Linked DNA regions of Mus musculus: all the other regions are linked to region 1. Evidence: chromatin contacts called from public promoter capture Hi-C data. All regions are on one chromosome and are shown on one strand. Each heading gives the region's core, a stretch centred on a gene start, on an enhancer-like site or on the middle of the called end of the contact. The rest is flanking DNA. Distances are from core to core; before and after follow the strand shown. Region 1 holds the start of Rbm44 (RNA binding motif protein 44). Region 2 holds the start of Ilkap (integrin-linked kinase-associated serine/threonine phosphatase 2C). Region 3 holds the start of Mlph (melanophilin). Region 4 holds the start of Erfe (erythroferrone). Region 5 holds the start of Espnl (espin-like).

The links. Promoter capture Hi-C pulls out the DNA fragments that hold promoters and counts their contacts.
Region 2: a promoter capture Hi-C map of the HPC-7 cell line shows a contact between it and region 1. The contact joins the promoter of Ilkap here to the promoter of Rbm44 in region 1. A contact is called at or near these places in 2 of 39 promoter capture datasets (both in the HPC-7 cell line), 1 of 484 Hi-C or Micro-C datasets (embryonic stem cells), 1 of 115 datasets of contacts at active chromatin or transcription factors (large pre-B cells) and 3 of 9 other capture datasets (adipose tissue, liver and pancreatic islet).
Region 3: a contact with region 1 is called in a promoter capture Hi-C map of the HPC-7 cell line. The contact joins the promoter of Mlph here to the promoter of Rbm44 in region 1. A contact is called at or near these places in 2 of 39 promoter capture datasets (the HPC-7 cell line and cranial neural crest), 1 of 15 datasets of contacts at CTCF or cohesin (the NIH/3T3 cell line), 2 of 115 datasets of contacts at active chromatin or transcription factors (bone marrow-derived macrophages and pancreatic cancer cells) and 2 of 9 other capture datasets (adipose tissue and liver).
Region 4: a contact with region 1 is called in a promoter capture Hi-C map of hematopoietic stem and progenitor cells, with 5 times the contacts expected there. The contact joins the promoter of Erfe here to the promoter of Rbm44 in region 1. A contact is called at or near these places in 5 of 39 promoter capture datasets (the 3T3-L1 cell line, the C10 cell line, the HPC-7 cell line and 1 more), 1 of 484 Hi-C or Micro-C datasets (CD8 T cells) and 2 of 9 other capture datasets (adipose tissue and liver).
Region 5: a contact with region 1 is called in a promoter capture Hi-C map of hematopoietic stem and progenitor cells, with 4 times the contacts expected there. The contact joins the promoter of Espnl here to the promoter of Rbm44 in region 1. A contact is called at or near these places in 3 of 39 promoter capture datasets (the C10 cell line, the HPC-7 cell line and hematopoietic stem and progenitor cells) and 2 of 9 other capture datasets (adipose tissue and liver).

Annotation. Positions count from the first base shown.
Region 1 is chr1:91,143,369-91,147,738 of GRCm38.p6, reverse strand. It overlaps Rbm44 (RNA binding motif protein 44), which reads right to left and starts at 2,636. Exons shown (of 16, transcript NM_001033408.4): 1 at 2,570-2,636. It also overlaps the pseudogene Gm35443.
Region 2 is chr1:91,397,041-91,401,410 of GRCm38.p6, reverse strand. Ilkap (integrin-linked kinase-associated serine/threonine phosphatase 2C) reads left to right here and starts at 2,588. Exons shown (of 12, transcript NM_023343.3): 1 at 2,588-2,760. The coding sequence starts at 2,706.
Region 3 is chr1:90,912,841-90,917,210 of GRCm38.p6, reverse strand. Mlph (melanophilin) reads right to left here and starts at 2,111. Exons shown (of 16, transcript NM_053015.3): 1 at 1,958-2,111.
Region 4 is chr1:91,364,007-91,368,376 of GRCm38.p6, reverse strand. It overlaps Erfe (erythroferrone), which reads right to left and starts at 1,947. Exons shown (of 8, transcript NM_173395.2): 1 at 1,729-1,947; 2 at 1-12. The coding sequence starts at 1,896.
Region 5 is chr1:91,319,596-91,323,965 of GRCm38.p6, reverse strand. It overlaps Espnl (espin-like), which reads right to left and starts at 1,891. Exons shown (of 9, transcript NM_001033292.3): 1 at 1,540-1,891; 2 at 297-487. The coding sequence starts at 1,833. It overlaps Scly (selenocysteine lyase), which reads right to left. Exons shown (of 12, transcript NM_016717.3): 12 at 2,886-3,889. The coding sequence ends at 3,736.

The sequences.
Region 1 (4,370 bases), core at 1,387-3,886:
CCCACAATAATGGTATTTATAGGAATATGGATCAGTCACAAGGAAGCCAATGAATCCCATTAGAGCAAATCCTATTGCTGTGGCCATGGCTATCTTCTAGGGTTCTGCTCTATCAGGGCTGGTGCATCTTTTAACAAGTCAAATGGAGTCTTTTACAAACTGTCAACCTGGCTGAACGAACTGTACTACCTGATCCATGACCGTTTTATGGGATGGTGGTGGCTTAAGAAGGCAGAGACACCAAGCACCGGAGTGGATTGAATACAGCAGAGCCCTGGACTTGGTACTCTCTACTGGCTATTAGCTAGAAATACTTTCTTGGAAAGATATGGTTTCCATGGAATCTAGAGTTTGGTTCTGATAACTCCTGGTTGCTCATGAGGGAGGACAAACAGCTGAGCAATCTGCTGCTTCCTACCAAGTTGTCTTTTTGACTGTGTGGCCACTACTGATCCAAAGAGGGAGGGGAGAGCATCTAGGAAAGACACTGCAGTGAACCTATGTGGGTGACATCAGGTAGATGCTGGGAAGCGGTGTGCAGATCTTCAAGTGGCCACTGTGCAGGTGTCCTGGGAGCTGACTTTATTTATCTGTGCTGATGCTGTCAGCAGATACACTGTAGATAGAACAGATGGTACCCGCACTGCCATTTTCACTGACTACAATGGACTTGGAATTCATAAAAGTCACAGGAATCCTCCAGCAGTAGTGTTAGGAATCTAGCAAACCATGTGCATCTGAATGTGTTTCTGCAACTACTTGGGAGGAGACAGACAATTCAGTGAGACTCTGTTTCAATATAAATATAAAAAAAGGAGTTCAATATTATAGCACTTGCCTCGACTGTATTAGGCCCTAGGGTCAATCCCCAGTTTGGCAAAAATACATGCCTACAGCCCTGAAATGTCTAGCTAACCAGTCTTTCTAAAGTCTAAGCTCCATCTCAACTCAAAGATCTTCCTATTTAAAATCTCTGTCTTGATTCATGGTCTGCAGCACGCTTCTAAGAAGGAAGTCTGGCTATCACAGGGGTTCAGACCTTTCCTTTCCTCAGAAACCACAGCCCCAAACTGTCCACTGCATTATATTATAAAGCATTATTTTCACACAATTTACCTAGATTTTTTTATGGCAAGGCAATAAGCCTAAATATGTTTATGTTCTTGGATGTGTAGTGAATGCGTTAGTATCTATCTACACTCAGGAGGCAGAACTCGATGAATCTGAGGCCAGCCTGAATCTCAGAATGAATTCCAGGTCAGTCAGAGCAACATCCTAAGACCCTGTCTACCCAAAATAAACAACAAAACCAAAACAATAAAAGATGTTACTTCCTTAAGATTTGGAAATGAAGCATCACATTCATAAAAGTCTCTGGGTGAAATAAATCACAATGGAAATCATAAAACATTTTGAAATTTAGTATGTAGTATGCAGCTAAAATAGCACTCATTTACAGCTTTAGGGGTTGGGCACTCTAAGTCAGTGGTAGACTGACCACTTGCCTAACACATCTCATGCAGCAAACCTGGGTTCAAGAACCAGCACACACCATCAATAGAAAATAGTATTGAATCCTTTCACTACAAAAGATTTACCAGAAATGCCTGAAGGTTCTGAAGAAACAAGAAACCAGGCATGTGCTGGAGAGACGGCCCAGTGGTTAGGCGCACTTATTGCTCTATGACGGTGCAAGTGGGATTCCCAGCACCCACAGTGGGTGACTCAGAACCAAAGTCCAGCTCAGGACTGATGGCCTCTTCTGTTCTCTGCGGGCAATCGTGCATGCAAACAAGACAAAAGTTGTTTCTTAAAAACAAATGGAATTGATACTCTTTATAAGACTTGGTCTGAGAAAACATAAACCACTAACCTATTGGCAATATTAAAGCGATAATAGAGGATTAAAACACTTTCTCTAACAAATCTGACAACTCTTCAATGGTCTCTTAGCACCTAAGGAAATTAAATCTCTATTTACAAACTTCTCCTCAAAGAAAATGACAGGTGTGGATTGCTGATGAATCCTTATAATCAAGAGATAAACCCAGGATTTTATCTTATGATGTGAGGAAAAAGGCAAGACTTACCAGCATGTTTTTTTTTTCTTTTACCAGAACTAGCATAGTCATTTTTTTTCTTTTTTAATCAGATACGTGTACTGATGTGTGCCTGCGTGTCTGTATGTGCACCATGTGTGTGCAGACGCCAGAGAACAACCTTTGACCTCAGTGACAACACTGTCACTGAGTGCCCACTTGTCTCTTTAGTCACTCTCACAGTGCTTGTGGCGAGCCTGGGGACCTGGCTCAGTGGCAGAACCCTTGCCTAGCATGAAGGAGCCCCCTGGGTTCCATGCCCAGCACCTAACCAATAGGTGTGTCGATGCATAGGGTGACTTCCAGGCCAGCCTGCAAGAGCAAATTACTACCGTGGTGGTGGGATCAAAAAAATGCAACTGAGCGGGCACTTTGCTGCAGGGCAGCATAGGTCCGAACAGGCTCCTACCGGCCCCTGTTGCCCAGGGTGTGGGTGAGGCTAGGGTGTCTCGCCTCCATTCCGGGCTCACCGTAAGTGTCGTCTGTGTCCCTGCTGTCAACCTCTCCTCCAGGTTGCTCTCTCCTCCTCTACTTTCCAAGGAGTAGTGTCCCAGGGTTTAGCGGGTAACGGCTGCCGGAGGCCCACCCACCGCTCGAGGAGAGCTCCTATTGGCTGTGTAACAGGGTGGCTCCATGATTGGCCTGGTGGGGCTTAAATGCGCGGGAAGGAGCTGCACGGGGCTTGGATTGGACTCGCTGGGAGTATCTTCTCGCGAGACTTAAAAGGCGCTAAGCGGGTGAGTGCCTGTGGTTTGTAGAGCTGTGTGTGCCCTAGACATGGAACCCCGTGGCTTGCGCTTTGCTGCATCCTGCATCCTCTTTGCGGGGTGAGGGGGTCTAGAGTGGGGCACTTATTTGCCTCTGGGACAAAATGTATGGGCGTACAACAAAATTCAGAAAGCAAGAGATTGTTTCAGTACAATCATTAAAAACAAAAAAGTAACAGAAAAAGACTCAAAATGAGAAAATTATCCAAACCAGTATCCTTTTTTTTTTTTCTCCTCTCTTCCATTTTGGTCAGGTTGTAAACGGCTCCATGGAGAACACTGTTTGTGATCCTGTTTTTATTTAGTTTGGTATCATGGATCTCTTAGTATTCATTTTGATTTTTATATGACTGCATTAAAAGATTATTTGAGCCAGGCAGTGGTGGCGCACGCCTTTAATCCCAGCACTTGGGAGGCAGAGGCAGGTGGATTTCTGAGTTCGAGGCCAGCTTGGTCTACAAAGTGAGTTCCAGGACAGCCAGGGCTACACAGAGAAACCCTGTCTCAAAAACAAACAAACAAACAAAAAACAACAAAAAAACACAAAACAAAAGATTATTTGATTGCTGAGGTTTTAAATTTTCATTATATACATATTTTTTAAAGCTTTTTATTTGTAATTACGCCTATATGCGTGTTTCTCGGTGGGTAGGTACACGTTGAGTGCGCTGTCTTTAGGGGCCAGAAAAGGGCATGGAATTCTCTGAAGTTGGAGTTCATAGGAGGTTGTGAGCCCTGGTGGTCCTGGGATTCCAAATGGAGTCCTCTATGGGAACTGTATGTACTCTTAACCACTGAGCCATCTCTCTAGCCCCTCCCACATACATATTTTGTTTGTGTTCTCAGTACAGATACGGTAGATAATTTAAGCTTGCACAAAATTAGACGATCCAGGAGGACCAACATCTCAATAGCATCATAGGTGACTTTACTTGTCTGAACATAATTACCAAAGAGTAGTGGAGGCCCTTTCAATAAGGACAAAATGGGTTTAAACCTGGGTCTACCTTCAAACTGCTCCATCAGAGACAGAGGCCTCATTTATTCTTTTATTAATAAATTGATTTGCCAAACTCATATTGACCTACCAGCAGCTGGGTGCTGTTCAGTAATGAATTGGAGACTGTGAATAAGTTTGTGGGCCTGCACAGTGTCACCTTGCAGTAACTCAATTGCTCATGCAAGTCTCCTCTTACCTATAGTGAATTTGTGTTTAATTTCTGAAATCACCATTTCATTCAGAGATGCTACTGAGATAATTAAGTCTGGCATCTGTTCTGCAAATTGGTTCAGATGAGGCTGGACACTATACCTTGTCTGGGCAGGTGTCTAGTTCAGAGCGGTGGATGCCCTGTAGCTGTGGAAGTGTATGGGGAGGAAGGCACCCTGAGGACACTGCAGACCACGTTCTATACCCGGCTAGGAGCTCTTCCCCCACTGACTGCTGTAGAGCACTTAGATATTTTGGAATTTTTTTTTCCTGGGCTGGCAGAAATATGTCAAA
Region 2 (4,370 bases), core at 1,339-3,838, 250 kb before region 1:
AATGCCACAAAGATGATGTTGAAGGAAAGTCAGTTGAAAGAGCATGCTGTATGTTGCCCTGTGGTTTTCCACTCATGCAGTTCAAGTCCAGGCAAATTCCAGGGCCGAGGGCTAACGGCAACCTCCTCAGGAGGTCATGCCTGCTTTGTGTGTGTGTAGACTGCACAGAATCTTTTATTCTGGATCTTTGTTATATGGCTATGTGTGGTTTATGAAAGTCATTTAGCTTTATGATTCATGCACTTGTCTGTAATTAGAATTTGACTTCAAAGTTTAACCACACACATGTTAGAATGGTTAAACTCCAGAGGACTGAGAACAAATGTTGGCATGCTGGCATGCTGGCACAGATACAAAGAGCAGGCACTCCCAGGATGGGTGGGAAGGTAAAATGGAACAACCACATTGGAACACACTGATAATTTCTTCCAAAACTAAATATGCTTTCATTATATAACCAAACAAACATACTCTTCTCGTCTAGTCAAAGAAGCAGAAAACTTAAGTCCACACCAGTGTCTGCACACGGGCATTGTGACGCCGGCCATTGCCTGGCAACTTGACTGGATTAACAGATGTCTACAGAATTAGTAAAATGCATAGTTGGGGGAGGGCAGGAGAGTGTGTGCTTTCTGAAACAATTAGATCACAAGATTCTGACCTAGTGAAAGTTTTAACTCATTGGCAGGTTTAACATTTTAATAGATTGTTGGCAGGTGGTAGGATGGTGGGAAGTGGATACTGAAGAAAGTAGGTGACTGAGAACTTGTCATTTTGGATTATGTTATCCTGGTCCCTTTCTGATGTCCTTCCACTCTGTTTCCTATACATCATGAACTGAAGACCCTCCCCTATCACATACTCCTATTGCCATGCTTTCTGCCCAAGTATCTTAAGTCAAGCAACAGACTAAGGAAAAGATTTGTAGGAGAGAAAATGAAATCTGTCAGGGAGTTGAGGTACTGTGATTACCCATAACCCGTTCTTGGCACTTAGTGGAACCCAGAGATCTATTGGTGGTAGGAAAATTAACGAGTCATGTCCAAAGGTGCAGCAGTTCAAGCCTGGTGTGCATGGAGATTATGAAGGGAAAGAGAACAGAAGAGAACTTAGGGTCAGGTCAGAATTCCAATTGCCAGGGGTGGTGACAGAGATTTATATATAGTCCTAGCACTGGGGAGGTAGAGGCATTGTGAGTTCAAGTCCAGCCTGGCCTACTGAGCAAGTTCTTGTCTCCACAAAAGATTTTATTTAGCAGCCAGAAGTTGAGCTGTAAACCAGGTAGAGATGGAGTAATGATTAGAGATGTCCATACATATGAGGGAAAGACAGGCCACATGGCAAACACTGCCAGAATTCATGTGGAATGGTGGCCGACGAGTCTATTTGCAGGAGTGGGAAATCAAGTTTAGTGTGGTGATTTGAATATGCTTGGCCCTCAGAGTGGCACTATTAGGAGGTGTGGCCTTGTTGGAAGAGGTGTGATCTAATTGGTGGAAGTGTGTCACTTTAGGGGTGGGCTTCAAGACCCTCCTCCTACCTGCCTGAGGAAAGTCTGCTCCTGGCTTCCTTTGGATGAAAATGTAGAACTCTCAGGTCCTCCAACGCCGTGCCTACTTGAATGCTGCCATGCTTCCTGCCATGATGATAAAGGACTGTATCTCTAAACCTGTAAGCTAGCCCCAATTGTTGTCTTTTATAAGAGTTTCCTAGGTCATGGAGTCTGTTCACAGCAATGGAAACCCTAAGACACTTAGCAAGAGCTGCTTTAAAAACATAGTGATATCAAGTTGGGATGGGCTGAGAAGTGTATGAGATATATGGACAAAAGACAAAGTGCTGTTATTTCAAAATCCTACATCTGTCAAGGAAGAGACAGTTCTGTCTGAGTGCAGTAAAAACTTCAAACAGTGGCTTGGAGGTCAGCTGGGTGGATCCACCTATTGCAGCTAGAGAATATCTGGTCTACATTTGCAAGGAAGCAATGACTTGTTACCTACTGCACCAAGAAGTCCACACAACACTGGCAAAAAAACCAAAAACAACAACAAACAAAAAAAACAGGTAAGGTGGTGTTGGAAAGGGCTGGTAGGATTGGGGTGTGTAGTCAATAAATTTGGGTACCTTTAAGGAAGTGAAGTCTTTGTGGATTGTATGGTAGGAAGAGGAATTAATTCCATGAGTGGCTCTTTTCTGAGACCAGGGAAAATACACAACACAACTTTGTAATTGGTAAAGCGTCATAAATTTGGTGGCTGAGATGAGGGATGTTTGTCACTTTTGTGGCTTGGCCAGTGATGGTGTTTTTTTCTGGTCTCTATCCCAGTGGGACAGCTGAGACCCCGCTGGGCGCCATCCTGCTCCCGGGCGGTCAGAAGGTGCTTTGCCTGCTCGGTCACACAGGGAACAGTGGACAGGTGCAGACCCGCCTCTCCGGCCAAAAGCCTGTCTGGATGTCAGGCTCGGCGCCACTCCTCCCTTCTTTCCGGGGAAACGCCATAACAATTTATCACGGGACCTAATGCCCAGGCCAAGAGCGCCCGTGCGCTTGCGCAGCCCACCCCCGCCCCGCCCCCGCGCGTAGCACTCTGGGGCGGCGGCTGGGCGGCGCGCGATTGGCAGGGTCTCCCGCGGTGAGTGACGGCGCCGCCGCCGCCGCCGCCGCCCAGGGTAGCGCGGAGCCTCCGCTCCACTGCCCCGCCGCCATGGACCTCTTCGGGGACCTGCCGGAGCCCGAGCGCGCGCCGCGGCCATCTGCCGGTAAGCGGCGCGGGGGAAAAGGGCGGCGCCGGGATGCGCTGCCTCCGCCATCTTCGCGCCACCGCCGCCTCAGTCTCGGCCTGTGGCTCCCGAGGCCGCAGCGACCGCGCGGTCCCTGTCCAGGCCTCGCGTGGCACACGCACGAAGTCCCGCGCCGAAGGGTCGGGGCACTCTGGCTTTAATTTGGCTACAGCAAGACTCCCAGCGGAATGTCCTGGTCCCGGGCCTGTTTGCGTCCTGGAAACCCCGAGAACTTAACAAGTTTCCGACTTCCAGCCCCTTGGTGCGGGGCGCCTGCACAGCCAATGCAGGGCGCTACGGCTAGATAACCGAGGCCGGGGATGGGGGGTGGCGTCTGCAGCCCACGTTTTGGGAAGGTCTTTGGCACGGAATAGGAAGGTGAAGAGGACCCAGCCTTTGCCTTCAGAGAGTTCAGTTCTGATCGCAGAGGCATAGGTTAAAAACCGTGGGAAACGCCAAGCGTCCGGAGTAACGGTACCCGAAGACTAGTGAGAAAGACCTGGGAAGGAGGCGGCCTTTAGCGAGGGCTTCGGCTGATGGTTTCCAGAGATTCTAGGCAAGGAAACAATGTTCAAAAGTGGGAGGGCTCAGATCTCCAGCTTGGCAGAGCGGGACGGGCTAGCATGGAAGAATGCTGGAGCTTGGGGTTATGAGAAGGTATTGACCTGTCCTCTTCACACCTGTGCTTTGGTTTTTAACCTGCGCACCTCCAGACTCCTGAGATGCTTTGTAGTGTCCTCTTTTTGCAGTTGTTCCTGGTAGTGGCACCGTTACGTACCCCCACCAACCACTCTGATGGTACAGAAGCTTCTAAGTAACTAGGCCTTGAGACTGAGTTTGATTCAGCCATGCTTTTTGAAGATAACCACCGTTACAGTTGTGAGTAAAGCTGGCCTCATACAGGCAGCCTTGCATCTGTCACTGGAGTATAACCTGTGTCTGAATGTGCTCGGACCAGAGTTTGGATTGCCAGATGTGCCTAGAAATCTGTCATCATTAGTAGTCCCTATTGCTTTTTATCCAAAGTTATTTTGGGTCTTCTCCGTGGTCAAGGCTCTCTTGACATGACCTAAAACCTTAAACTCAACTTGGGACTTAGCAGATACATGCGTTCCCCATGCCCCTTCCCTCCCTCCCTCTCTCCCCCTCTCCCCCCCAAACATATTGAGTAATCTGAAATAAACTCACTCCTATCCACTACAGGGGGTGGGGGAGACACAAAAACACATTCCAAGAATAATTATGTGTTTTGAAGAAACTGAGGTCACAAGACTCTTGTCTTGTTTTCTCACAGGCACTTAGAATTCTCCTCACAGGACTCCATTCTCAGACCATGTTCCGACACCATACTTTGCTTTAGTAAATGGTGTTGGTTGTTATGTAGTCATAAGAATAAGACTAAATTGCATACTGACCCTGCTCATGCATGGGTAAGTATAACAAATTTTCCAAAATAGTACTGGGAGCAATTAAGAAATAAGTCTAGTCATTTTCACATACTATAGGAAGATGTGTGGACAATGGAAACTGCTGTGTCTTCAGATCAAGCTTTGCACTGCCTTTGACCTTCAGGAACCGCTGGCAAATGT
Region 3 (4,370 bases), core at 862-3,361, 230 kb after region 1:
GGTGTGGTTATGTGTATGTAGATAGGGTTTACACCACAGGGGTACTGGGGCCTCCAGACTCCAGAAGAAGGATGGACACACTGCCACTCAGAAGCATCCCCTTCCCCGACAGATGTGCCAGGTGCTACCATGGAGCTCTGGAAAGGTTCCTGCAAGCCAGACTGCCTGGTATCGCTTCTAGCTTGATCTCTTCATTCTCATTGGCTCTGGTCATCGGTTCTGACCTACATGCAAGGCTTCTACTCTAGGCTGTGACAAGAACTGAACCAGGTGCAGCTACAGAGCCTGCAGCTGGGCTTCCAAACCAATTCAGGCATAGGCAGCTTGGGTGCTTCAGGTCCCTCCTGCTCTCAAGATCTCACTGTCTACTGTGAGAGGTTGGGGCCCATGGGTGATCCTGCCACTGTCAGCTGGCATATGCTGAGTTGTCCCTCAGTTTGTTTGCTCACAGTCACTGATGTGCCAGGTTCTGGGACAGGTGGCACTAGAAGCAGATAAGCTGGCCTTTATCTACAAAGGTCTCTGGTCATCTCTAGCCCAGTATGATGCTGGGATCTTAGACTTAAGAGGCACCATGGTGGTAGGGTACAGGGTGCATACATGTTAGGGATGTGTGTGTCTTCTTTCAGAAGTCGCTTTTGAAAAGAACAAGACAGTGAGCCCTAAAAGGTGCTTTGACTGCATGGCCAGCACACATGGCCGTCCTGCATCCATACTGAAGGAAGGGAACGGTATCATTAGCCTACAGGCTCTGGTGTCCTCTTTACCCTTTCCTTACCTCCCCCCTCTCCCAGTTCCCCCTCCTTGACCTCCCCCTCCCCCAGTGTCCCTCTCCAACCTCCCTCCTCCTCTAGTTCTCAGCAGCTTTTCAGAGTCACTAATGCATCAGGATGACCCACCAGCTTCTCATGCTTGTGCCTGGACCAGGTTCCAAGTCCTGTGAGGCACCTGCCCTGGTACCCACTTTGGAGATGGGGCACTGATGCTGGGTGAGATGGAAGAACTCACCTCCCCACCTTGCCTGGTGATGCTCTAAGAAGTGACACCTTGGAGACCTGGGCCCGGAGGGGTGATGCTCGTGGCCAGGAAAGCTGTTGCTGTGTCTTACTAAGGCCTTGTAATCAGTTGGGAGATGGGTGTGTGTTAAATGACACACATCTGGGCCAGGGAGCCATCAGGCTCAGGGGTTCACCAACTTCAATGCCCAGCTACCCCTGGTCTTTAGCCCATCCCTTTTCCTGAGACTTGTGCCCTGGGTATCTAGGGGAGTCTTGTACCCTGGTTATTACTCAAAGCCCTCAGAAGGAAACAAGAGCAATCCTTGTGGCATAGAAACAGAACAGACAACAGCACCAACTCATTTCCGATGAAAGCAAAGAACTGTGTTTTTAGTTCAGGTCAGTAGGACATAGGTGTGTGCTCTGTGAAATCTTCCTGCATCTGTGAGACTCAGCTCTCTCCCAGGCTTGGACACAGTGGGGTGACACTCGAGGTGTTAACACATTTCCTCTCACATCTTCATAATAAGAAGGAGGGCCTAGAGGACCTATGGTCCAACAACAACAACAACAACAACAACAACAACAACAACAACATGATTCCACTAAGTCCGGAGGAGGGCAGGTGCCTCCTTCATGCACCTATCTGCTTTCTTCTTGCTCCCAGAAGACAGCCAAGAGGAAGCCAAGAGGGCAGCCAAGAGGAAGTTTCTGTACAAATAGCCTCTCACCCTGGGCTCCGGTCCAAGTCTCCCGAAGGCACCAGCTTTTAGCTCAAAGGAAGCTTTTAATTAAAACCAACTGTTTAGCCCCAAATGGGCTCCCCAAGGATTTCGCCCATTGTGTTTAAGGCATCCAGAAGAAGCCCAGAGTTCAGAAGTAAGGTGTCGCTGCACCCTCCCTGAGCCAGATTCCCTCTTCTGGGAGTTCTGCAAGCCCCAGGTCCTTGGTGCACTCACCAGCCTCTCTCCTGGGAATGCCCAGCCTGTAGCTCTGGCTCGGTGGGTCCTGGCCTCTGCTCCTTTCTCTTAGCTCCTGAGAGAGAAACCCCAGGCACCGAGCGAGGCCAGTGTCAGGGTGCACTGAGCTAGACAGAGCTGTGTGCGGGGATCCAGGCAGCTGTGGCGCCGGTCCTGCCCAACTTGCGGCTCAGATCACGTGGGCTACTCCTGACCCGCCCAGCTCCGGGATCGACGTGCACCCCAGGGTGCCTGGACAGGCCAAGAGCAGAGCGGACTCCAGTGGCCCTCCTGGGAGGCGCTGAAGTGGGTATGGAGGACAGAGGCACCTTGTCCCCAAGCCGGTTGAGAGCAGAACACGCGTTGGAGTTGTGCGCTCATTTCCACCACTGGGTTCTGGTCCCCCATAGGAGGGATCTGCTGGCAAACCGCATCCTCTGAGAACACGGCACCTCCGCAAATATCCATTTTAACTCTTTACTTAGCTTCACAGACAGGGAAACTGAGGAAAAGCGCCCTACCCAAAGTCACCAACTTCTTAGTGAGACTGTGAGCCCAGGTTTCCAGCTGGAGTCGCTGTCCCCCAGGCCCTCAGATGGACTCACAAGCGGCCCCCCCCCCCCAGTCCGGCCAAGGCCTTGACTATTGAAAACAGTCCAGTAGGTCTGTGGTCTGAGAAGCTCCACCCAGAGATCTGCCCTGGATGTTGAAAGAACATAACCTCCCCCCATGCCGCAGCATAAGAGCACCCTGACCCCTTCCCTATGGCTATATTAAAAAACCAACCAAACAAAAATTCACTTAGCCAAGTGTGTGCTAGTTCACACCCAAAATCCCAACACTTGGGAGGCTGAAGCAGGAGGATTGCTGAAAGTTTCAGACCAACCTGTTTTAGTATTGAGTTCCAGCCAGGCCAGCCTGAGCTACAGAGAGAGGCCTCTACTCTTTGAGGACAACTTTTACAACTCAGTGCTGGCATCTGCAACATAGAGACAGGGCCGTAAACAATAACTAGCTCCAGGGTGGACAGATGTGATAGTAGCATTTATTCCCTGTCAGCAGGAGAGGAAAGGGAACCTTAGAAGACATGCTTTGGGTCATCTGCAGATGTGTGTGTGTGCGCGCGCGCGCGTGCGCGCGTGTGTGTGTGTGTGTGTGTGTGTGTGTGTGTGTGTGTGTGACTGAATATGTGATTGTGTGTGTGCATATGACTGAGTATGTGACTCTCTCTGTGTGTGCATATGACTATGTGATTCTCTGTGTATGTGTGCATGACTGAGTGTGTGAGTCTCTCTGTGTGTGCATATGACTGTGTATGTGATTGTGTGTGTGTGTGTGTGTGTGCATATGACTGTGTATGTGATTATGTGTGTGTGTGTGTGTGTGTGTGTGCATATGACTGAGTATGTGACTCTCTCTGTGTGTGCATATAACTATGTGATTCTCTGTGTATGTGTGCATGACTGAGTGTGTGAGTCTCTCTGTGTGTGCATATGACTGTGTATGTGATTGTGTGTGTGTGTGTGTGTGTGCATATGACTGTGTATGTGATTATGTGTGTGTGTGTGTGTGTGTGTGCATATGACTGAGTATGTGACTCTCTCTGTGTGTGCATATAACTATGTGATTCTCTGTGTATGTGTGCATGACTGAGTGTGTGAGTCTCTCTGTGTGTGCATATGACTGTGTATGTGATTATGTGTGTGTGTGTGCATATGACTGAGTATGTGGTTGTGTGTGTGTGATTAAGCAGCAGCTGTGTGACTTGGGATTCTTAGGAGAAGCATGACTTTCTGGCAGCCTCACCCTGAACAGGCCGCCCCCCACAGCCTCACTGCTGTCCGGCACCTGGTGTTAGTAATAAACTCGACACAGCAAGTTGCTTTGGACTCAATATTCACAGCACACCGCCACATGAGCTCCTGGCAAACACTCACTAAGGCCAGCAGAAATCCGTTTCATCCTGTCTGATGATGTAGGCTATGTACTGCACGGTTGCTTGATGTTTACTGGTGGGCAGGTTCTTTTCGAAAGATAATTCTGCTACAAATCTTACTGTAGAAAGGAATATCAACACTGTGTATTTAGTGTGCCTCAGATGGTGCAGACATGATTGCAGCCATCCTTCCACACTCAGAGCATGATCCCTAGAATAAAAATGAAGTTCGGAATTTCAATTTGAGTCAAAGAGTACATGCAATGTAGAAGCAATTTTAAAACTGATGAAGCAATCTTGAAGTGATAAGAAGTCACTGGTGTGACACAAAGGACTCCTCGTTCCCCTCAGCCACTTGTGAAGGATGTATGGGTGGTCAGGTGACAGTATGTACTGAACCAGGATGGCCCTCCTGAAGTTCAGATTTCAATCAGCGAAATGACGCTGCGTGTCAGGACCTTTTGCCTTTGGTAGACT
Region 4 (4,370 bases), core at 698-3,197, 220 kb before region 1:
AATGGTGGGTTCCTGGAACACAGATGGCCACAGTAGGTTTGCTTGGTAGCATCTTGCCCTTGTCACTTGTGTTTTCAGAGGTAGTGTCCGACCCATCCCCAGCCCATGGAGGAGGGAGCCCAGGCTGCAGGAAGGTAGGAGTGGGGCTCCAAAGCAGGTGCTCTGGGATGTATCTTCTTGCTTTTCCTTGAGTGTCACCGTCCTTTGACAGTCACTGGAACCCACAGTTGCTTAGGAGGTGACTATGAATATATGAATACTGGGTGACAACAGGTCATTTTGTCCCTCCCCACAGTCAGAAGTGTCAGGGAGACCAGCCTCAGGGCCACTGTGGTCACAGGGCATGGGGAGCAGTGGGGCAGAGGAGCCGGATGTCATGACTCTAGCTAGGCCTTTACTTTTCTCAGCTTTCTAAAACACTGGCCCAAGGATTCAAGCTCTGAGAGTGGCCTTGTTTCCTGGCAGAGGCCTTTGGCAAATAGGACAGTTAATAGGCCTCTAATGGTCTGGGTTCCATGTAGGGCTACCAGCTAGGAAAGGAATGAACCATTCAAGAGGCCTTAGAAGAAGTCAAGGGCACAGACTCCAGTGTCTGACAGAAAGACCCAGGATCTCAAAACTACCCAAACCGGGGTCTTGTGGGTCACAGGCCAGGCTGCTGTGTCAGGATGATGGAGGCTTCTATGCTTCTTGCTGTCTGATGCCCTCAGTGGACACTCACAGTGCAGTGCTTCCATTATAGGTCAGAACAGGTGTACTGACCCTTCCAGGGGACCGGTGGCCTGTGTACAGACTCGCACCACTGTCAACTTGAGGGCAGCACCGAAAATACATGGAGCCATGTTGGTCAGGGGCCCCAGGAGTTGGAGTGGGAGCTGGGTTCCAGCTATCAGGGAACTGGTGACACCTTGCCCCTCCCAAAGAGGGTTCAAGGCCAACATTCCACTGGGAAGGTCCAGCCTACTCCCCACTTCCTGGTGACTATGTCTGGACCTCATGAAAGTTTTGAAGGCTGATGGCTGGGGGTCAGGGGGAGGCTTCAGACAACAAGGACATGTTTACTCCCACCAAAGGAGGCAGAAATGGGATGGTGGAAGGACCCAGGGATGCCTTGCAGAGGGAGGTATTGTAACCATCTCCAGCTGTCTTAGTGGATGTTTTGTTGGCCCCTGGGGTGCTGAGAACTGAAGAGCGCGCTGGCCTGGGGTTTCCTTGTGCCTGGCCCACAGCATGAGCGATCAACTAGACCCTGAAATTCTTCCCTGAACTCTCACCAACAGGACTGACCAGCTCCAATGAAGGCTACCAATCCACCCTCCCCAGGCCTCTAGCCACACCCTCCCCAGCCTGCGTCTCCACCCCAGCAGTTCAGGTGGAGATCTTGGGAGGGATCGCAGGCAGAGCCTGGTTACATCACTCCTTTCCCAGACGCAGTCACCTAACAAAAAGGAACTAGATCTGGGAGCCCCGCTCTCTCACCAGTCTTCCAGTTTCACGAGGAGCAAGTTAACTGCATTTCACACCTTTCCCAATCTCTCCTACTGGCCTAGTGGAGTTCTGCCGCCAAAGCCACGGTACAGAGGACGCATCCACCCAACCCTGGGTCTCACAGAGCCCCTGAGAGCGACGTATCCCCAGTGTTGGACACTGCGCAGCAAGGGGTGCCACCTTCCCCACCGTCTTAGGGCCCCCCGGGACAGGAAGATGTGGGGCGCGGCTGCGTCTTACCGGCGGGCTGTTGGCTGGCGGGGCGGGCAGCTCGGCCCCGGGCGGCTGCGGGCGTGCATGAGTCCCCACGGGCTCCGCGGACTCAGGGACACCGAGGCCCATGGCGGCGAGTAGGCTGGCGCAGGCGAGCAGCGTGCGAGCTCCGACGGGGCGGCGGGTCGAGGCCATGCTGGCGGCGGCGGCGGCAGTAAAGAGCACGGCTGGTCAGGTCGGCGCCTTATAACGCGCTTGAATCCCCCGCCTCGCGCGCGCCGCCCTCGCTGCCGTCGCCCCCTCGCGGCTAGGGCACGCTCTGCAGGCACAGGGGACCCTGAGGAGGCGGGCGCCCGATCCGGTCCGTGCACGCCTCCACTTTGCTGCCTGTAGCCCAGGGTTAGCTTCTCTTCTCCTAGCCCTGCACCCGAGGCTTTCTAAGACACCCCCCCCTTTCTCTAAGGACACCCACTGCACCATTCTGCACGTCTTCTTAGGACCTCCCCCCGCCCCGGGTCTCTTCTTTTCTCATGGTTCCAGGCCTTAATGACAAGTTGAGTACCTGAGAATATGGCAGCCCTTATGGCTCCTCCTTTTCAAGCTGGGGAACCTGGAGCACTTTTAAGGTTTCCCTGCTCTTCCCCACCCCGGATGTATCTGCACAGCTGGCACCTCTCAGGCTCCAGCTACGGAGTCTGCTACTAGCAGCTACAGAGAACTGACCCAGTCTGGCTGAAAGGTCGGATCCCTCTGATGTCCTAAGCCAGGCAGATGGAGCTCAGACTGCTGCCCACTGCCCACCACGGAGCATTCAACCAGGACAGATGTGGCAAATCCTAAAGGATGAACTGCGAGGAGGCCTTTTCTGGGTGGTTCTCCTCCAGAGAGGCAGGCCTAGCTGCCTTGAGCTGCTGTCATTACATTGGCTGTAGATAAAGCAGCACACCTGGGTTTCTTTGTTTCTTTTTTTGTTTTGTTTTGTTTTGTTTTGTTTTTTGTTTTTTCCTTTGTTTGCTTGCTTGCTTGATTTGTTTTAATCTTAAATTGTGTGCGTCCAGGTGCCCTTAAAGGCTAGAAGAGGGAGTCCAAAGAAGGGACTTGATTTGGGAAGCATGACCCTAAGATATCAAGTGACCCTGCTCTGTTCACAGTGAGGGCCCCAGCTGGAGCGCTGACAACCAGATCTGTTGCCATGTGAAAGTAGTTATTTTCCCAAACAACGGACTGTCCTAGTGATGTCATGGGTTCTTCCAGAGGGCCCAGATCCAAATAGTTCTGGTACTGGCATGGCTTCCTGGACCCTAGCTCAAGGTAATGACGCGGTCCAGTTCAGGCGCATAGCCCCAGAGCTCTAGCCATTCAGGAAAGGTTCCCGCATGTTTGCAGGGTCCTGTTTGAAAGCAAGGTCCTCAGGAGGACAGGAGTGCATGGCAAAGCTCACAGGGCGCTAAGCATAGGGTCCACAGCCTCAAAGGAGTGGCATCTCTGATTCAGAAGTGGGACCCTTGAGTGTGGTGGTGCCTGGGTCTGAGTGAACATTCTGAGTGAGTCGGGCCCGGCAGGAGAGCAGCGAGTGACCTCCCTGTGCCTTCTTGCATGGCAGAAATCTAATCCTCATTCCTGGGACCTCATGTCATGGCCTTGACCCAGCTTCCCGGCAGTTCAATGAGCCAAGCTTTCTCCGTGTCCCTCTTTCTTCAAAGGAAGGCTGTAGGCTGATGAGGTCATGGGCATGAAATCTTCCCTTTACTCAAAGACAGTGGGAGCCTGCCTGAGGCTGACTGGCTGTGCGGCCTCAAGAGTACCTGCAGCTAGCAGTGGTGTCGTTAGCTATGTATGCCTTGAACGTGGATGGACCATCAGTACTCGGATCACGTGACTGTCCCTAACATACAAAGGAGGAAAATGAGGGATAGACCTTGGGAGAATCAAGGAGTCCCCAAACCAAGGCATATCCAGGCCCAGGTACCATGTCTTGCAGTCAGCAGCTCTGTAGGCCTTGAGTGCTCCTATGGGCTCTGAGTGCTCCTAGGGTGTGGTGGTCTAAGTAACAATGGCTGCCATAGGCCCATATATTAGAATGCTTAGTCATCGGGAATAGAACTGTTTGAAAGGATTAGAAGGATTAGGAGGTGCTGCCTTGTAGGGTGGACTTGAGGTTTCAAAGCCCATGCTGGGCCCAGTCTTTCTGGCCTGCAGCTCAGGATGTAGCTCAGATAAGCCCCAGCACCTCTTAAACCAGAAGCAATCCCCCAATTAAGTGCCTTTTTCTGTAAGAATTGCCTTGGTTGTGGCTGGAGAGATGGCTCAGCAGTTATGAGGACTGGCTGTTCTCTCCTGAGTTCCATTCTCAGCAACCACATGGTGGCTCACAACCATCTGTAAGGGGATCTGATGCCTTCTTCTGGTGTGTTTGAAGACAGCTACAGTATACTCATATACATTAAATAAGTAAGTAAATCATTAAAAAATATTGATTTGGTCCTGGTGTCTCTTCACAGCATTAGAACACTGAGACATGGGGGCTCAAGTACTCTCAGACTCTAAGTGCTCCTGAAGGCTCTGGGTGCTCCCGTAGGATCTGAGTGCTCTCCTGAGGGGTCGGAGGGATCTGAGGGATCTAAGTGCTCCCTCAGGCTCTGAGTGCTCCTGGAGGGTCTGGGGGCTCT
Region 5 (4,370 bases), core at 642-3,141, 180 kb before region 1:
CAATGTGGAAGATGAACCCAGTCAGCATGCTGAAGGCAGTTGCTTTTCCTGAGCACCTTGGATGCAACTCTTGAAGGCTCCTCCCCCTTCAACCTGTACAAGCTGCACCTATGTTATAGGCCCTCCCTGACCCACGCAGAACTTGCACCCATACTTTCTGACCCTGCTTATCCTCTGCCTCTGTTACCACAGGGTCTGTCTCCAAGGCCACCAGCATGTCTTCCTGTGCTTCCCCTCTGTGAAGCCCCTCCCCCCTTCGGTGGCCAGTCCCTGTGGGTAAGGTTCTGGGATCTCACCTGCTGTGGGCCGCTGTCAGGAGTTTCAGACAGGTCAGATCACCACTTACAGCAGCGTGGTGCAGTGGTAAGGCCCCTTCCAGCGTCTCCAGTGTGGCTGCATGGCCCTCACGGAGTAACCACTCCACCAGGGCTGGGTGTCCAAACCGGGCAGCCAGGTGCAGCGGAGAGACACCTGAGGCATCTTGGTCCTACCGGGGCATAAGCAGGACACCGAGTCTATGCAGGTCCCAGTGCAGCCCTAGGACCCTAGAATGTCTGCAGTCCCTCTCCAGTTCCTCCACCCCCTACTGAGACTGAAGGAACACCCTGACTGAGGAAGAAGCTGGACCCCACCCCACCCCAGCTGCTTACCATCCTCATCAGCTGAGTCCCTGTACGTTCTGCACATGCTCAGAAAGAATTCTAATAGCACAGTGATTCCCACCATGGCTGTTCCAGGGCACCAGCCTCTAGACCTCTGGGCTTCTCCCCTCTCCCTGATGGTCCCCAAGGCATTTCTCTTCAAGGTGTCAAGCATCCAGTAGACCTGGCCATTCCCTGAGGGTGCTATGATCCAATGTGAATCTAGAGACAGTTCAGTGTCTGTCTGCCCTTTACCCTCGGGGTCATTGGATAGATCCGTGAACAATGCTGTGGAGGCTGAACCACACTGCTCTATGCCACGTGGAGGTGTCTCCATCTCTATCCAACTCTGTTGATTGTTTCGAGCTCTCAAGAAGGCAGCCACGGCTAACAACTCTAAGTCCCTTGCCTGTACCAAGCAGGTCTAGGCATGCAAGCAAGTAGGAGGCTGGTAGCTCTGATAGAAATGTTCTAGCAAGATGGTCGCCATACTCGAGAGCCTTCTCACTACCACAGTCTGTGTCCCTAGGGGTACAAGATCCTGCGTACCCAAAGCCACTTTTTAAATCCACTCCTCGACCCTTTGATCAGGTCTGGTGATCAGGTCTGATCAGAGATGAGATCCTGAACACAGGCAAGGCCATCGTTGGCAGCCCTGGGTGCTCCTTGCTGAGGGAGGTGTGGAAAAACCCCAGTGACTTTTCTGTGCCAGTGCTGGATACATCTGAGGTTGTGGCTGGTGTTTAAGGGCTTTATGCGTTTTTTAGGGGGGAAGGGATGGGTTGGGAGAGGCAGAGGCACACATCTCTGACTGAGAGCTCAGGGCCTTCTAGGGATCGGACTTTCTGGACTCACCTCACCTCACAAACAGGCACAGAGCCGTCCTGTTCTAGCTTACCTGCAGCCCGCAGCCCGCATCACGGACCAGCCAGCACAGCTCTGCCAGGTTGCCCGTGGCTGCTGCATCGTGCACTGGTGTGGCCCCGTTGTGTGCCTGCTGGTTGCCTGGCAGCTTGGCTCTCTGTACCAGGAACTTGACACAGTCCAGGTGACCAGCCCGGGTGGCATGATGCACCAGGCCAGCCCCCAGATCATCAGTGATGTCTGGTCTTAGGGCACCAGCCTCAAATAGCCGTTCCAAGGTGGCCATATCCCCATCCTTGGAGGCCACCAGTGCCTGCTGCGCCTCCATCCTCAAGTCTGACTCTCAGTAGTGGCTTGTGTACAGGCCCGGCACGGCTTCCTGTTTCAGGCGTGGACGCTGCTGAAGGCTCTGGTTACCTGATAAGCAGCTCCCGGGGCAGATGGGAGGCAGCAAGAGGGGGGCAGGCTCTGGAGACTGGCCCTCAAAGCCTGGCCCAAGCAACTCGGGCTGGGTGCCTGGCCCTTCCAAGCATGAAGAGTGCGGGCCTGGGGGAAGGGTATGCAAGTCAGGCTGGCAGATTCCACTCAGCGGCTGGAGCCCTACCATCTACAGAGTGAAGTGAGAGCACCCCTCAGCAGGGCTCCTGGCCTGGGATGGGTCTCCAGCCTGCCAGCCAGCCAGCCAGCCAGCGAGCGGTGCTCACAGCTATAGTCAGCTCAGGCTCAGAAACCTGCCCCAGGAAACACTTCAGTGATAGACTAGCAGGCTACCCAGGAGACCCACTGCGATAGCCTTAGAGTCTAAATGCCATCACCCAAGGCACCCAAGACACAGACATACACATTCTGTGTGTGTGTGTGTGTGTGTGTGTTTACTTGAGACAGGGTCTCACTAAGTAGTGGTCTGGAACTCACAGAGAACAGTGATCCACCCGTCTCTATCCACCCATTGCTGGAATTAAAGGTGTGTGCAACTGTGCCTGGCTGGCTTGTATCTGAAATCCAGTCCTTGGCTGTTCTCAGCACCGACACTGGAGGAGCTTGCCTTGGCTGCTGGATTAAGGTAAGGCTGAGGGGATGACCTCACAGGCCCACATTGCCCCCTCTGGCCACAGCACTCTTGGGAGTCTGGACCATCCATGGTCCTTGGCTGGGGAAGTCAGGACTAATGTGGGGTCACCATGGTGCTATAGGAAGCTGCTGATCAGAGACCAACCTCAGGCTACCAGAAGTCCCTTTCAAGCCCCGGGGCTGCAGTGTCATTTCACAAGGTACATCAGAAACCTCCTCCCCTTCAGCTCAGATAGACAAGTGTACATCCCTGCGAGCAGCAAGACAGAGATTCTCCCACCACCGCCAGAGAAAGCCCAGGCCACTTCAGCAGGTGCAGACATGTTTCATTAGTTCATTTAATTTCTGACAACTGTTTTCACGGGTTGCGTCATCCTTTGGTCCACAGACCCAAAAAGCAGCCTCCAGGAAGACATTCCTATATAAACCTTGGTGCGATGTGTGCCACACATCCTTAAGATGGCACAGCCTTTTGCAAAATAAAATTAAAATGGAATCTGAGCGAGAAATGATCAGATTTCCCACTTTGGCAAAGACTGAGCTCAGGCACCAGCCTCCCGGTACCACGCTGGAGGTGGATCCCTGAGTAGAAGGCAGGGTAAGCTTCGACTTCCGGGGACAAGGCATGGGACATCTGCGGACCATCAGGCCAGGGAGGCAGGTGGGCAGTGGCTGGCTGAGGGCAGAGGCAGGGCTGCACTGGAGAAGGGTGTGTCTGTAGGTGCACAGGGGAAGCACGGGGGTGGGGGGTTGGGGGTAGGAGGGGGAGTCAAAATCAACTTTCCTATTCTCACACTAGCAGCTAAGTGACACCGGACCAAGACTTGGGTTTTGTCTTCTGACCAAGGTGCCTTCTGGGGTCAGGCGGTCCTGGCAGGCTGCCCGATAACTGGAATATTCCTATTCCCCTGTGGCCTTTGTCAGAAGGTGACAGGGAGAAGTCCTATGTGACATGGCTGTCCTGAGCTTGTAAGGATGGGTGCTGGGGTGGGATTCTGTGCGGTGGGCAGCCCCTCGTCACTCTGCACCCCACAGTAGGACAAGTCACCTCAACGCAGCTCTTGAGATGGGGCAGCTTAGGGACCAAGGGCTTTTGCAAGCGGTTTCCTATGGATCGAGTGGTAAAAGTCCAGCTGGCTACAGAGAGCGGCTGCTAGTTCTAGAGCCGCCCTTCCAGTTGGGCCACGGCCTGCTTCAGGTCCTGTACGATGAGATCCACATCAGCCCTGGTGGTACCGCGGCCCACGCTGAGCCGGACTGCATTCCGGGCCACGTCCACAGGAATGCCGCAGCTCAGCAGCACTGGGGATGGCCTGCAGAGGAGGGAGAGCATCGGCTGCTGTGAGGACTTACTTTCCTCTGTGCTCCTTCTGCCTCTCAGCCAGGCTCTCAAGCTGTGGATGTGCTGGGTCCCCGCAGTGCCCACCTACCTGCCCTGATGACACCGTTTGGGGTCTTCCTGTCCCCAGACTCCCTGGCCCAAACATTCCTCCAAGCCGACATAGGTAAGGCCCCCCTAACACTCTCCATTTCTCTCTGGTACCCATTTGTGCTTCACATGGGGAACCATATTGCTCTCTAGCCCTAACACCTTCCTCCCATGCTTCTACCGACTATGTTCAGCTCTGCACTGAGCCCTGGCTCCTGGGCCTTTCCTGTATTGGAGTCATGGTAAACATTCCTTTTTGTTTTTGTTTTTTCGAGAGAGGGTTTCTCTGTGTAGCCCTGGCTGTCCTCAAACTCAGAAATCTGCTTGCCTCTTCCTCCCAAGTGCTGGGATTAAAGGCGTGCGCC